Linked DNA regions of Mus musculus: regions 1 and 3 are each linked to region 2. The links are chromatin contacts, called in public Hi-C and HiCAR-type maps. All regions are on one chromosome and are shown on one strand. Each heading gives the region's core, a stretch centred on a gene start, on an enhancer-like site or on the middle of the called end of the contact. The rest is flanking DNA. Distances are from core to core; before and after follow the strand shown. Region 1 has its middle 57 kb from the start of Gm26177. Region 2 has its middle 42 kb from the start of Gm16998. Region 3 has its middle 140 kb from the start of Fam184a.

The links. A called contact is a pair of places that touch in the nucleus more often than the background predicts. HiCAR-type assays count read pairs that join an accessible place to other places.
Region 1: a contact with region 2 is called in a HiCAR-type map of Th17 cells, with 4 times the contacts expected there. The contact joins two enhancer-like sites. A contact is called at or near these places in 1 of 15 datasets of contacts at CTCF or cohesin (CD8 T cells) and 3 of 115 datasets of contacts at active chromatin or transcription factors (CD8 T cells, Th17 cells and Th2 cells).
Region 3: a contact with region 2 is called in a Hi-C map of granulocyte-monocyte progenitors, with 1.9 times the contacts expected there. The contact joins two enhancer-like sites. A contact is called at or near these places in 4 of 484 Hi-C or Micro-C datasets (CD4 T cells, granulocyte-monocyte progenitors, peritoneal macrophages and 1 more) and 1 of 115 datasets of contacts at active chromatin or transcription factors (microglia).

Annotation. Positions count from the first base shown.
Region 1 is chr10:54,252,309-54,256,466 of GRCm38.p6, reverse strand. No RefSeq gene overlaps it. Among named protein-coding and RNA genes, the nearest start is that of Gm26177, 57 kb to the left of the region's middle. Within about 2 kb of position 1,361, at least 11 of the 459 cell types and tissues checked have an H3K27ac peak or open chromatin away from gene starts, as enhancers often do. A contact at or near this core is called in Th17 cells and Th2 cells, where this site is marked.
Region 2 is chr10:54,116,115-54,120,303 of GRCm38.p6, reverse strand. No RefSeq gene overlaps it. Among named protein-coding and RNA genes, the nearest start is that of Gm16998, 42 kb to the right of the region's middle. Within about 2 kb of position 2,278, at least 185 of the 459 cell types and tissues checked have an H3K27ac peak or open chromatin away from gene starts, as enhancers often do. A contact at or near this core is called in Th17 cells, Th2 cells and granulocyte-monocyte progenitors, where this site is marked.
Region 3 is chr10:53,887,030-53,890,846 of GRCm38.p6, reverse strand. No RefSeq gene overlaps it. Among named protein-coding and RNA genes, the nearest start is that of Fam184a, 140 kb to the right of the region's middle. Within about 2 kb of position 2,321, at least 54 of the 459 cell types and tissues checked have an H3K27ac peak or open chromatin away from gene starts, as enhancers often do. A contact at or near this core is called in granulocyte-monocyte progenitors, where this site is marked.

The sequences.
Region 1 (4,158 bases), core at 112-2,611, 140 kb before region 2:
ATTCCAAAACCAATCCAATAGCTATCATTATGATCTTTACTTCTTAAACTCACTGGAGTAGTCACACTGATAACACCTCTATTGTCCCAGTTCACAGAGAATCAGCTACCAGTCAAAAAGAACCTTCTAGACTCCAACCCATAGGCATTCTTCAGATGACTGCTTTTCCTCTTGGGGCTACCTCTGAAATTTGCACTCTCAGCCCCATCCATCCCTCAGTAGGGAAAGGAGTCACATTCCTTCCTCAAGAACAGGCTTTCTCACATACAAATACTGCTACCTCAGATCCCCCTGCCATGTCTATGCCTATCTTTGAGCCTCTGAACAAGAATCCTCTTCAGTCTGCAACACTGCCATACACTTGTGAGTCTATTTCTCTGAATCACCATACTATGAAATCCCAGTAAAAGCCCGGTTCTGTACTGTATAGAAATTACCACATCATTTAGTCAATTCATTACATCCCTTTTTATAGACTATGGTATGAATATCTTCCATCTATCAAAGGAAACATTTCAAACAACTTTTACATAACTCATTCCCTTTCTAAATGCCAATAAGAATTCAGAGCAGGTGTCCAAGCTTACCGATTTTCTATCGTCCAACTATCTCCTTTTTTGAAAAATTGAAGTCTTCTGTTTGCTTTAAATAGTAACTTTATCAACACACACAAGCCAATGCAATTCCTTTAATTTAGGCTTTTGATGCAGTACACAAGGCTCCCAGGAGGGAAGAAAATACATTTTGCTTTCCAAAAACTCAACTTCCATCCACAGGCAATCAAAGCTAAATTATTTTAAACCTGCATGTGCTTGAAACTACATCCATCAAGAGGCATTAGGCCAGCGAGGCAGTCCTTAAGCCACATCTATAATTTCCCAGATCCACCTATTTACCTAACAGCATATGTAGTTTTTTTCCAGCCTGGCTAGTCTCTTCCATATCATTCTGTCCAGGCAGCCTTGTCACCCAGTACACACACCCATCACATTTCCACTTCTCTGCCATGTATCATCACCAAAAGTGTTCCCCCTACTTCAGGCTGCACTGGGTTTTTTGTTTCCAACCACACAGTAACTACTGTCTGAGTTTATCATGCCTTTCATGTTTCACCTTTAAATATGCCCTAGATTTCTGTTCTGGGGGAGAGAATGTGACCCTATCTATGGAATACTAGGCAACCCTTTATCCATTGTAAGTCTCTGTTTCTTTATCTATAAAATGGGATTAACAATACTCACCTTAACACAGCCTGAGAAAACAAATGAGATAATTTATGTAAAACACCTGGCTCAGCACCTGGTGATATCAGAGTAAAATGGATGAGTCTTTTGAAATATAATTCTCCAGATGTGGTTTTACAGCTCATCCTATTGCTCATGACTAATAGAAATTTTGTTTCAAACCCCTGGAGGTATTTCCCCAGATGTCATATGATTCATTTCTAGAAACAATCTACAGCTAATTAAAAGACTGTTTTTAAAATTCTAGGTAATGTTTATAATACAGTCTGGCAGTTTAGGGAGCAGAGGTGCTGAGTGTTCTACTCAGCCCTGCCATGCCTTCAATGGCCCCTTTTTGCTTTTAACCTGAGAACAGCATTCTTCCAGCTAATCCCCAAAGTTTGATCAGGACAGAAAATACTTCCTCTATGTCTTCCCACTTCGACACTCAAAATGGTCAATGCTCTTAATAAATTATCTATAATCCTTCAAGCAAACTTGCTCATAGGAAACTTTGAAAAGAAAGTGATTTTCCCTAAAGCAAAAAATAAAAATAGAGATGTCAATGGAAACTATCAATCAGACCGGTTTTAGAATTGACAGTTTTCTACAGTATTATTTAGTTTTGGGACCTGAGTGCAGGTCTACAATAAGGGGCTATATTTTACATCACATGGGAAGTCTGAACTTGACCTGTTTGCTCTAATCACTGGGATTGACCAACAGAAACAGATGAATACATACCATCATACAGAACACAACACAAGGCACTTTGTCCCTAAACAAAAGAAATCAAAGTTTCTCTTTGTTCAGCTGTAGATTAAATGTTATTGTCGTGAAAAGATCACATACCAAATTTAATTTGCTTCCACAAGATGGTTCATATAGAGAAAGCTATGTTTAGCCACAAAAGATATTGTAATGAACAAATTTAAATGACTCACTGCATTTAAGTAAATTTATCGGGAATATTTTGGTGCTAAATTTTTTTCTCCACTTTTTTATTAGTTATTTACTTCATTTACATTTCAAATGCTTTCCCAAAAGTCCCCTATCTCCTCCACCCCCCTTCCCTACCCACCCACTCCCACTACTTGGCCCTGGTGTTTTCCCTGTACTGGGGTATAAAAAGTTTGCAAGACCAAGGTGCTTCTCTCTCCACTGATGGCCGACTAGGCCATCTTCTGATACATATGCAGCTAGAGACACAAGCTCCGGGGGAACTGGTTAGTTCATATTGTTGTTCCACCTATAGGGTTGCAGAGCCCTTCAGCTCATTGGGTACTTTCTCTAGCTCCTCCATTGGGGGCCCTGTGTTCCATCCAATAGCAGACTTTGGGCATCCACTTCTGTGTTTGCCAGGCACTGGCACAGCCTCACAAGAGACAGCTATATCAGGGTCCTTCCAGCAAAATCTTGCTGGCCTATGCAATAGTGTCTGCATTTGGTGGCTGATTATGGAATGGGCCCCCATGTGGGGCAGTCGCTGGATGGTCCATACTTTCATCTCAGCTCCAAACTTTGTCTTTGTAACTCGTTCCATGGGTGTTTTGTTCCCAATTCTAAGAAGGGGCAAAGTGTCCACACTTTGGTCTTCATTCTTCTGGAGTTTCACATGTTTTGCAAATTGTATCTTGAGTATTCTAAATTTCTGAGTTAATATCCAATCATCAGTGAGTGCATATCATGTGAGTTCTTTTGTGACTGGGTTACCTCACTCAGGATGATACTCACCAGATCCATCCATTTGCCTAGGAATTTCATAAATTCATTCTTTTTATTAGCTGAGTAGTACTCCATTGTGTAAATGTACCACATTTTCTGTATCCATTCCTCTGTCAAGGGACTTGTGGGTTCTTTCCAGCTTATGGCTATTATAAATAAGGCTGCTATAAGTGTAGTGGAGCATGTGTCCTTATTACCAGTTGGAACATCTTCTGGATAAATGCCCAGGAGAGGTATTGTGGGATCCTCTGGTAGTATTATGTCCAATTTTTTGAGTAACCACCAGACTGATTTCCAGAGTGGTTGTACAAGCTTGCAATCCCACCAACAATGGAGGAGTGTTCCTCTTTCTCCACATCCTCACCAGAATCTGCTGTCACATTAATTTTTGATCTTAGCCATTCTGACTGGTATGAGGTGGAATCTCAAGGTGGTTTTAATTTGTGTTTCCCTGATGATTAAGGATGCTGAACATTTTTTCAGGTGCTTCTCAGCCATTCGATATTCCTGAGTTAAGAATTCTTTGTTTAGCTCTGTGCCCCATTTTTTAATGAGGTTATTGGTTTTCTGGAGTCCATCTTCTTGAGTTCCTTACATATATTGGATATTAGTCTCCTATATGATTTAGGATTGGTAAAGAGCCTTTCCCAATCTGTTGGTGGCCTTTTTGTCTTATTGACAGTGTCTTTTGCCTTATAGAAGCTTTGCAATTCTATGAGGTCTTATTTGTCAATTCTCAATCTTACAGCACAAGCCATTGCTTTTCTATTCAGGAAATTTTCCCCTGTACCCATATCTTCGAGGCGTTTCTCCACTTTCTCCTCTATAATTTTCAGTGTCTCTGGTTTTATGTGGAGTTCCTTGCTCAACTTAGACTTAACCTTACTACAAGGAGATAAGAATGGATCAATTCTCATTCTTCTACATGATAACCACCAGTTGTGCCAGCACCATTTGTTGAAAATGCTGTCTTTTTTCTACTCGATGGTTTTAGCTCCCTTGTCAAAGATCAAGTGACCATAGGTGTGTGGGTTCATTTCTGGGTCTTCCATTATATTCCATTGGTCTACCTGTCTGTCGCTATACCAGTAAGTACCATGCAGGTTTTATCACAATTGCTCTGTAGTACAGCTTTAAGTCAGGCATGGTGATTCCACCATAGATTCTTTTATCATTGAGAAGAGTTTTTGCTATACTTTGTTTTTTGTTA
Region 2 (4,189 bases), core at 1,029-3,528:
AAGATCATCCTGATGTCAGAAAGAGACAGGCAGACAAGCATCACCCAGCTAACAAAAACCTAGTTGTGAGAGAGGAGATGATTCTAAATATAGCCTTGTCCTTGTCACTCAAGAGATTTTTATTCAGTGTCTGTGATGTGCCAGGCACAGTTCTAGGTAGAGACAAGAGAGGCCCAGAGAATAAATGAGCAAATACACAAACAAGATAAACTCACAGAATACATCCTATGAACAAAATACAACCAAGTCATGCCATAGTGCACTGTCATGGAAGGGAGAGACTGCTTTAGATTGAGTCTGAAGGATGGTCTCTCCAAAACAACATGATGCTGAATGAACAAGTACAGCCATCACAGTGGAGACTAAATACTATCCTTTGGGATGGGCAGAACAGAACACATTGGCTATTTTAACAGCAAAGGCTGTTTAGTGGAGAGGTGAAAGAGATACCAGATAAAAATGAATTAATGGTGTGGGGACAAAGTAATGTGGAGGAAAGAAGCAGGGAACAGAAGCAGGCAGGCCACTTCGGATCCGAGGTCCCTGGAATTGAAAGGGTGGCCTCAAAGGCAGTGGTTCTTTGATGGTAGACTATCCCAGAACACTGCCCAATGCTGAAAGAAGGACTCCATTGAAAAGGAGTGTTTGAAATTAAGAGCAGGCTAAAAGCTAGTAAGGACGCAGATCCAGATCACAAGCAAAGCTGAGCTCTAATGTAAGAGGGGGCACTTCCTCTATAGACACAGAGAACACAGAAAGCAAGAGTAAACTTTAACTAAAGAAAAGGTTCCTCTACAAGAAGAGGAAACTCAGAGGCAGGAGCAACTTCAGGGTAGCTCTGTCAGACCAACAATGGAAAGACGGACTTCCCCACTACCACTGTATTTCCATATTCTTAATGATATAACCAACAAGGTCAGCAGTAAGGGGAAGTATAAAACAGTTCCCTTGAGAATGGCTTTATTAAAGCAAACACTGTCAGGCAATGCCAAGAATCTGTTTAAAGACATTAAGTAGGGTGATAAATGTATTTAATGTAACAATTAAGCAGTCAGGATATCAATTTTTCTTCATCCATCCATAATTGCTAAGATGTAGATCAAGATTCTAGCCTAACTCTATAAGAACTAAAGTTCCAGTAGGGAAGAAGAGGGTAAAAAACTATTTGATAGGTGAATAAAGGAGCTGAGAGCATCTACAAGAATGAGAGTTGTGACTTGAAGACAAAACAATCTTCCAAACAGGGGACTGATAGAGACGGCAGATAATGAACTGTTGGTGGCATTACAGGATGTAGTGGGCATCTCAGTGACAATGATAATAATGACAAGGTGAGCTAGGCTGCAAAGTGGGAGTGCAGTGGAACTCTGAAACTTTAGGGGTAGTGAGTGAATAAGACAATGAGAAGAAGTTGCAAAGAACAAGACAAAGCAAGAAAGAGAACGAGACATTGTAGAATAGAATAGCTCAGGAATGCTTACAAAGAATTTGCTCCTGACCTGTAAAGCAGAGACCCCTTAACAGATACCAGAGGAATGTTGTCTGGTCCTACTTGATGACTAACGGTAGGAATTCCACAGCTAGACTTCCAGGGCTTACAGCCCATATTTCCCCCTTTTCACAAGGCCCTCAGGAACAACAGTACCAGTAAATGACCAGCACTTCACATGTACTGAAAGCTCACAACAAAGCAAGTAGTTACACTCTCTTCTGCTCATGTTACACACGTAAGAATGAGTTTCCTAGTTTTCATAAACCTCGAACAGATGTGATAAGAGTAGTTCCTACCATACAATGTGGTTTTGAGTTTTCAAAGGAACAGTGTATTTTAAAAAAATGATTAACACATTGCCTGCCTCAGAAGCAATGTTCAATGTTCAATGTTCAAATGCTAGCTGAGGTATTAGATTAGAGTGCAAGGGTCAGCCTCAAAGGAACAGGACTTTTGTGAGCAGGAATGATGATGTGGAAGCAACATTAGAAGGGTTGGGAATCCTCACTCCACTTAGAAAGCATGGAATGAGAAATAAAGAAATAAAGGTTTATAAACTATCATGTTTTAAAAAGAAAACATTCTGGCTGAAATCCATCAGGAATTCTAGGAAAGAAACTAGAGAAACAATGTCCTGTTTGCTGCTCTAGAGCCAGGTGCAGACTAACAAGTGAGAGAGGAAGGACACTGAGAACAAAATATGTAGAGGAGAGCAGACTAGGTGGAGAGTCACCAGGGTCTCCTCACACCCTCACGTACTTGACAGGCTGCCTATGTATGCGTGTTCACCCTCAAGGAAGCTGTGACTCATTCAGTGGCCATGACTTCAGCAGTTGCTTAGGGAGGAAGATCAACTCGGAGAAACAGGAAACAGATGGCCCAGTTTCAGAAACAGAGTAAGTGTTCATGTGGTGGCTCATGATCATCTGTAACTCAGTTCCAGGGAACTGGATGACCTCTTCTGATTTCCAGGCAAGATTTGCCTCCACTAAAAAGGCTGCAGATGGAGCCTTTACAGTTGACTTATGGTGATGCCTAAGATCTCCGTGCTAGTGGAGAATTACCTCATTAATTATTATGAGCATAAATCAAACCATAGAAGTATTAAGATTGTGAAAAAGCTTAATATTAAAACAGTGATGTAATCAACAGTCAAGCTGAAATATGTCAGAACCCTCAAAGATGCTTATTATGGTAACATAATGGTTATATTGAGAAGAATTCACAAACACACACACACACACACACACACACACACACACACACCTTCCTGCTTCTCATTTGTTCCTTTTGAAAGTATGGTAGAGTTTTCCAAGAATTATTGAATGGAGATGTTCCTTCAAAGCCATGCACACATTGCTTTATGGTGAAATAAAAGAATTTTCTTAAGTAAAGAGTAGCCATATTATCCAATACCCACATAAGATGTGATTCTTCTATTCAAGAATTTGTGGGCTGTAGAGATAACTTGAAACTTAAGAGTTATTGCTCTTTCAGAGGACCCAGGTTCAGTTCCCAGTACCCCCATGATGGCTCACAACTGTCTACCTCTAGTTCCAATGGATTCGATGCCCTCTTCTCACTGCTGCAGGCACACATTTGATGCATATACATACATGCAGGCAAAACACTCACACACATGAAATGAAATAAATTAAAAAAAAAAAACATACAGAGAAACCTCCCAATTTTAAACGGCGGCTACAAGCCATCAGCAATGACTTATAAACCATTTTCTCTGAAATCATATTAAACATTAGAACACGAGGCACTAGTACTTTGGCAGTTTTCTAACTGATTACTACAACGCCACAAACAGGGTCTCTTTCCTCAGACTGGCTGAGAAAACTCAAACCTGGGAAGTAAATTTGAGTTAAGAAGGGCAGTGAGGCAAGAGTATAGATAAAAGAATGAGAAGGAACTGACTCAGCAATTGGTAAGCCTTGCTTCTGAGTGTATCTATGAGGATTTCCAGAGGTTCCTATGCAGGAGGGATGGAGAGATGTCTCAGCTCTTAAGAGTGCATGACTCTTATAGAGAAACTGGACTTGTTTTTAAACCTTATGTGGTAGCTCACATTCACCTGTAAATGAGTGCCAGGGGATTGAATGGACTCTTCTGACCTCCATGGGTACTACATGTAGGGGGGCAGATACATACTTGCAGGGAGAACACCATTCCTACACATAAAATAAAATGAATAAATCGGGGGATGGGGCAGTCAAAAGATTTGTTACAAAAAGTAAACATTTAGAAACATTACCCCACTGAAAATGCTTTAATAAGCTATATTGCTTCAAGAGTAATTATCAGCTGTTACATCACATCTTTTTGTTTGTTTGTTTGTTTGTTTGTTTGTTTGTTTGTTTGTTTGAGACAGGGTTTCTCTGTGTAGCTCTGGCTGTCCTGGAACTCACTTTGTAGACCAGGCTGGCCTCGAAATCAGAAATCTGCCTGCCTCTGCCTCCTGAGTGCTGGGATTAAAGGCGTGTGCCACCACGCCCGGCTACAGTACATCTATTAATGATGTTGATAGACTTGCATGTTTGACATTCCAAGATCTGAAATATGTGTGGCTAGGAAATATAGCTGTACTTTATAAAGTATGTTCTGATCCTAAAATTCTGTACTTAGAAAATTCTACTTTCAATACCTGCCAGAAGGGAAATTACAAATCATTTTCACAATTGATTCTGT
Region 3 (3,817 bases), core at 1,072-3,571, 230 kb after region 2:
CCTTCAAGCAGGAGGCCCCATGTGATTTAAAGAGTGAGAAAATTGTTAAGAAATAAATAAGAAACTCCCAATCTTTTGTCCAAAACACAAATATAATCTTCATCTAAACTCTCCCTACAATAGGATACAGCTCTTGCAAGGGTCTACCAATACACTATTTCAGGCCATAACATTGAGTAACTTATGTTTACCTTAACTATAAGATACCTGATTATAATCTGCCATTGGAGGAAACATTCATTAACTCAACCAAAAATAGGGCAGTTTTCCATCTCTTTGTGTTTTCCAAGCATATCAGCTGTCATAGAAAAGACTTCCAGGATTTCAAGCTGTAATACCCTGTTGTAATTGATCATGGACTTCACACTGTTGCAAACACTCCTCAGACACCCTCTACTCCACTGGAGTCTAGCTTGCTTATTAGATGCTTGACCATCATGACAATGATCTCCACAAGCTGTACCGGGTGGAGGACTTAAAGGACAATGTCAGTAAGGTAAATAACAAATGTCTTCTATAAACTGACTGCAACCTTCCTATAATCCACCCTGGTAATGGGACAAAGAATTCCAGCAATGAAGGAAAGTCATTAATAATGATGTTGTTACATTTTTTTCCAAACAAGTTCAGCTTTCTTTTCCCCAGCTAGCCTTTCTTCAGCCACTCTAACTGGTGACACAAATGAATTATTACAATTTCCCCCTAAGCCACCTTATCTTCTTGTCACCAACCTCTGGAGCAGGTGCTAATATAAATGGCTACAGAACAAAGAGGGAGAAAAAAAACAAAGGATTTTGGAGGTATTAATCAGTCCCTACAGAAATCCGAAAGTGACTTTTGTCACTATTATAAATCAATATACAGAATTTCTTTAAGTACCAGATAAAAAAACAGTATAGGATGTCAAAATCATGATTAAAAGGTAGATAGACATAATGAATTTTAACAAGGTCATCAATTTCTTTGGCTGCTTTAAGAAAGTGGTATAGATCACTTTCTTCTCTCTGGTCTCCTTCACACAGTGATGCTCACATTAAGAGATGTTTCAGACTTTGCACATTGTATATTTAGGCTTTTAACCTCTCCCAGAGATCAGATAAAAACCACAAAACCAAAAAGCATTCTTGGCGCACGTACTCAGCTCATTCTTTAAAGAGGGCTCCAGCATGTTCAGGCAGGAGCAGCAGCGATGTCTTCACAGGTTTTATGTATTGATTAACTGTAGAGGACATTCTGTTTGAAACGAAACTTGAATACCTGTTAAAGTAAATGGTTTGTTCTACTTTGAAGTAAAGGGCATGAAGGGAAAGGGAAACACACCCACCCCTCCCCCTCCCCAGAAGTTACCTTTTCATCCATGATGTGAAAGCAGGGCATGGGGCAGGAGGTATGACTACAGGACTTAGCAGTAAGATGTATGGGTTGGTTTTTCTTTGTTTTTTTTCTGAGTTTTTTTTTTTCCTTCTGGGATAAAAAATCAAAACCAAGTGCCAATTCCCACTGCCCTAAGCAAAAGTCACTAGATGGCTCCCTAGTGACCTTTCTTATAAAATACTCATGGGCCCTATAACTAAAGAGAAGACATAAAAAAAAAAAAAAAAAAAAAAAAAAAAAAAAAAAAACCCTTTTCCTTTCTGATAACAAATACATTAAGATTCCTAGATAGAAACCGGATGCACAGCAAAAGGAATAGCAGGAAGTGAGAATTCCTCTGGTGTTATTTCTGTTCGTTACCTTTATAACTCTTACAAGAGAGCCCGGGATTACTCAATCTCAAAAAACCACCAAATAACAAAATCAAAGTAAAAACAACACCTAAGCCAGGCAATTATCCACAGATTGTAGATGGACAGGACTGAGAGGCTACACCGCGTGGTAGAATGGGATGACAATTCAAAAGTCACCGCATCAAGCAGAAACTGAAAGACACAGGCAGAAGTTGTATTGCAACATATCAGAAATAAGAGTCAAAACGTGCATTAGACTTCTAGTGGACTGACATCTTACAGAAAAGAAATGGCCCAACAAGGTTGTATCCACGAAGGAAATACAGTAAATAGAGGGGAAACACATGGTGGCTTCTCCTACTCCTCTGCCCAGCATCTACTAGTACCTTTCATTGGTCGAGACTACTAGGAGGTCACAACAGGGAACCTGGGAAATGTAGTTCCTGCCTTGTGTAGGTAGCCACACTAAGGACCAGACTGATAGCAAATAGAAATGAGAGGAAACAGGTATTTACCTGGCAAACTGTACAGAGCTAACCACGGTTTGCCATTTAGGCCCTCCACTTAGCTTGAGAGGCCTTAAGCAAGATAAACAAGCCTCAAGTCCCCAGCTGCTGGAAACTGATAGATTGAGCAATTTCAGTGCTGTGGTCTACCAGTCCTTTCTGCGCGGTAAAAAAAAAAAAAAAAAAAAACAAAAAAAAAAAAAAAAACACAGGACATATTGTTGAGCCAGTAACTTTCGAATCTTACCACTCAGCTTAAACAGTTAAAAGGTACACTCACGCATCCAGGAAAGTTCAAAAAAGATATTTAACAACTGCTTTCAAGGAATAGGCTTCAGAGAAGGAAATTTATGAGCCCATAAAGCACTTGTTCTGAAGTTAGAAGGACAGATGGAAGTGAAATAAAGCCCGAATAAAGCCTGGCCATCAGAAAGACTGTCTTCAATGCCCATGATAAAACTTTGAACACTCTGCTTCCAATTGCAACTGATCCTAGCTCCCAATTTTCTCGAGAGGGATAGAGGTACTTATCTAAGTCTTCCTCCGCCAGACCAGAGAGCAGAACTTTAAATTCTACTTAGTTGAGCATGAAAATGATAAAAGCAAAATGATGGTATCAGAAAGAAAGTTTATATCACTTAAGGCTACCTGCCTTATTAGTTTGATATTGCTCAGCAATGTGCATTCCTGAATTTTAGTTTTATTTAATTAATTTTCTAAAAGACATTTGGAATATTGGTTCCTTATTCCTAAATGGGTTTAAATGGCAAGGTGTAATTTTTCAAGGCTACTACAGTTGTTACCTTAGAAACTTCCTCTGCGTCCCTCCCTCCTGTACTGTTGGCATCTAAGGTGAGTATTTACAAGTGTCATTAGTACATGATATAGCAATTACTCATTACTGGTCCCTTTGTCTCCTACAGAAGAGAGATGGACAACCAAAACAAGTCCTCAAAAGCAATTTAACTTTCTAATTGGAAAACTATATGTCAGTCAGCACTTCATATCGATGCAAAGTGAATAGCCTAGTCGCTATTGATAAGCTTAATAATGTGAATGCAGAATGGGGCCATTTAATGATCCTTTTAGAGGACAGAATTTAAGTATTTTTGTCCTTTTTCAAAAAAAAAAAACAAAAAGAATTGGGGCACTTTCTAATTTTTTTACTACTTTGTTTTTAGATAACAGATAAATAACAACTGAAATACCCAACTTAGGACAACCGTTGAAACAACTCTTCAGGAAAAAAATTAGAACAACTTTAAAATACATAAGTGAGTAGCTGGAAAATAATATGTAAGTTATGTATTCCTCTTATAGAAAAATAATTATACCTATTTGTCTTCAACTTTACTTAGATCAAAACACACAATAAGCATCTAATAAACCAGTAAGAACATAGCTTTTCGCCCTTTCTCCTCGTTCTGTGTCAACAGATAGCTCCCAGAATTTTAAGCATTTTGTAGATGTGCCTCTATTGCCTATCAATAACCTAAGGTTCTAGATCAGGAGTTCCCAACTTCCCTAATGCTGCTGCAATCCTATAATACAGTTCACCATGTTGTGATGACCCCAACCATAAAA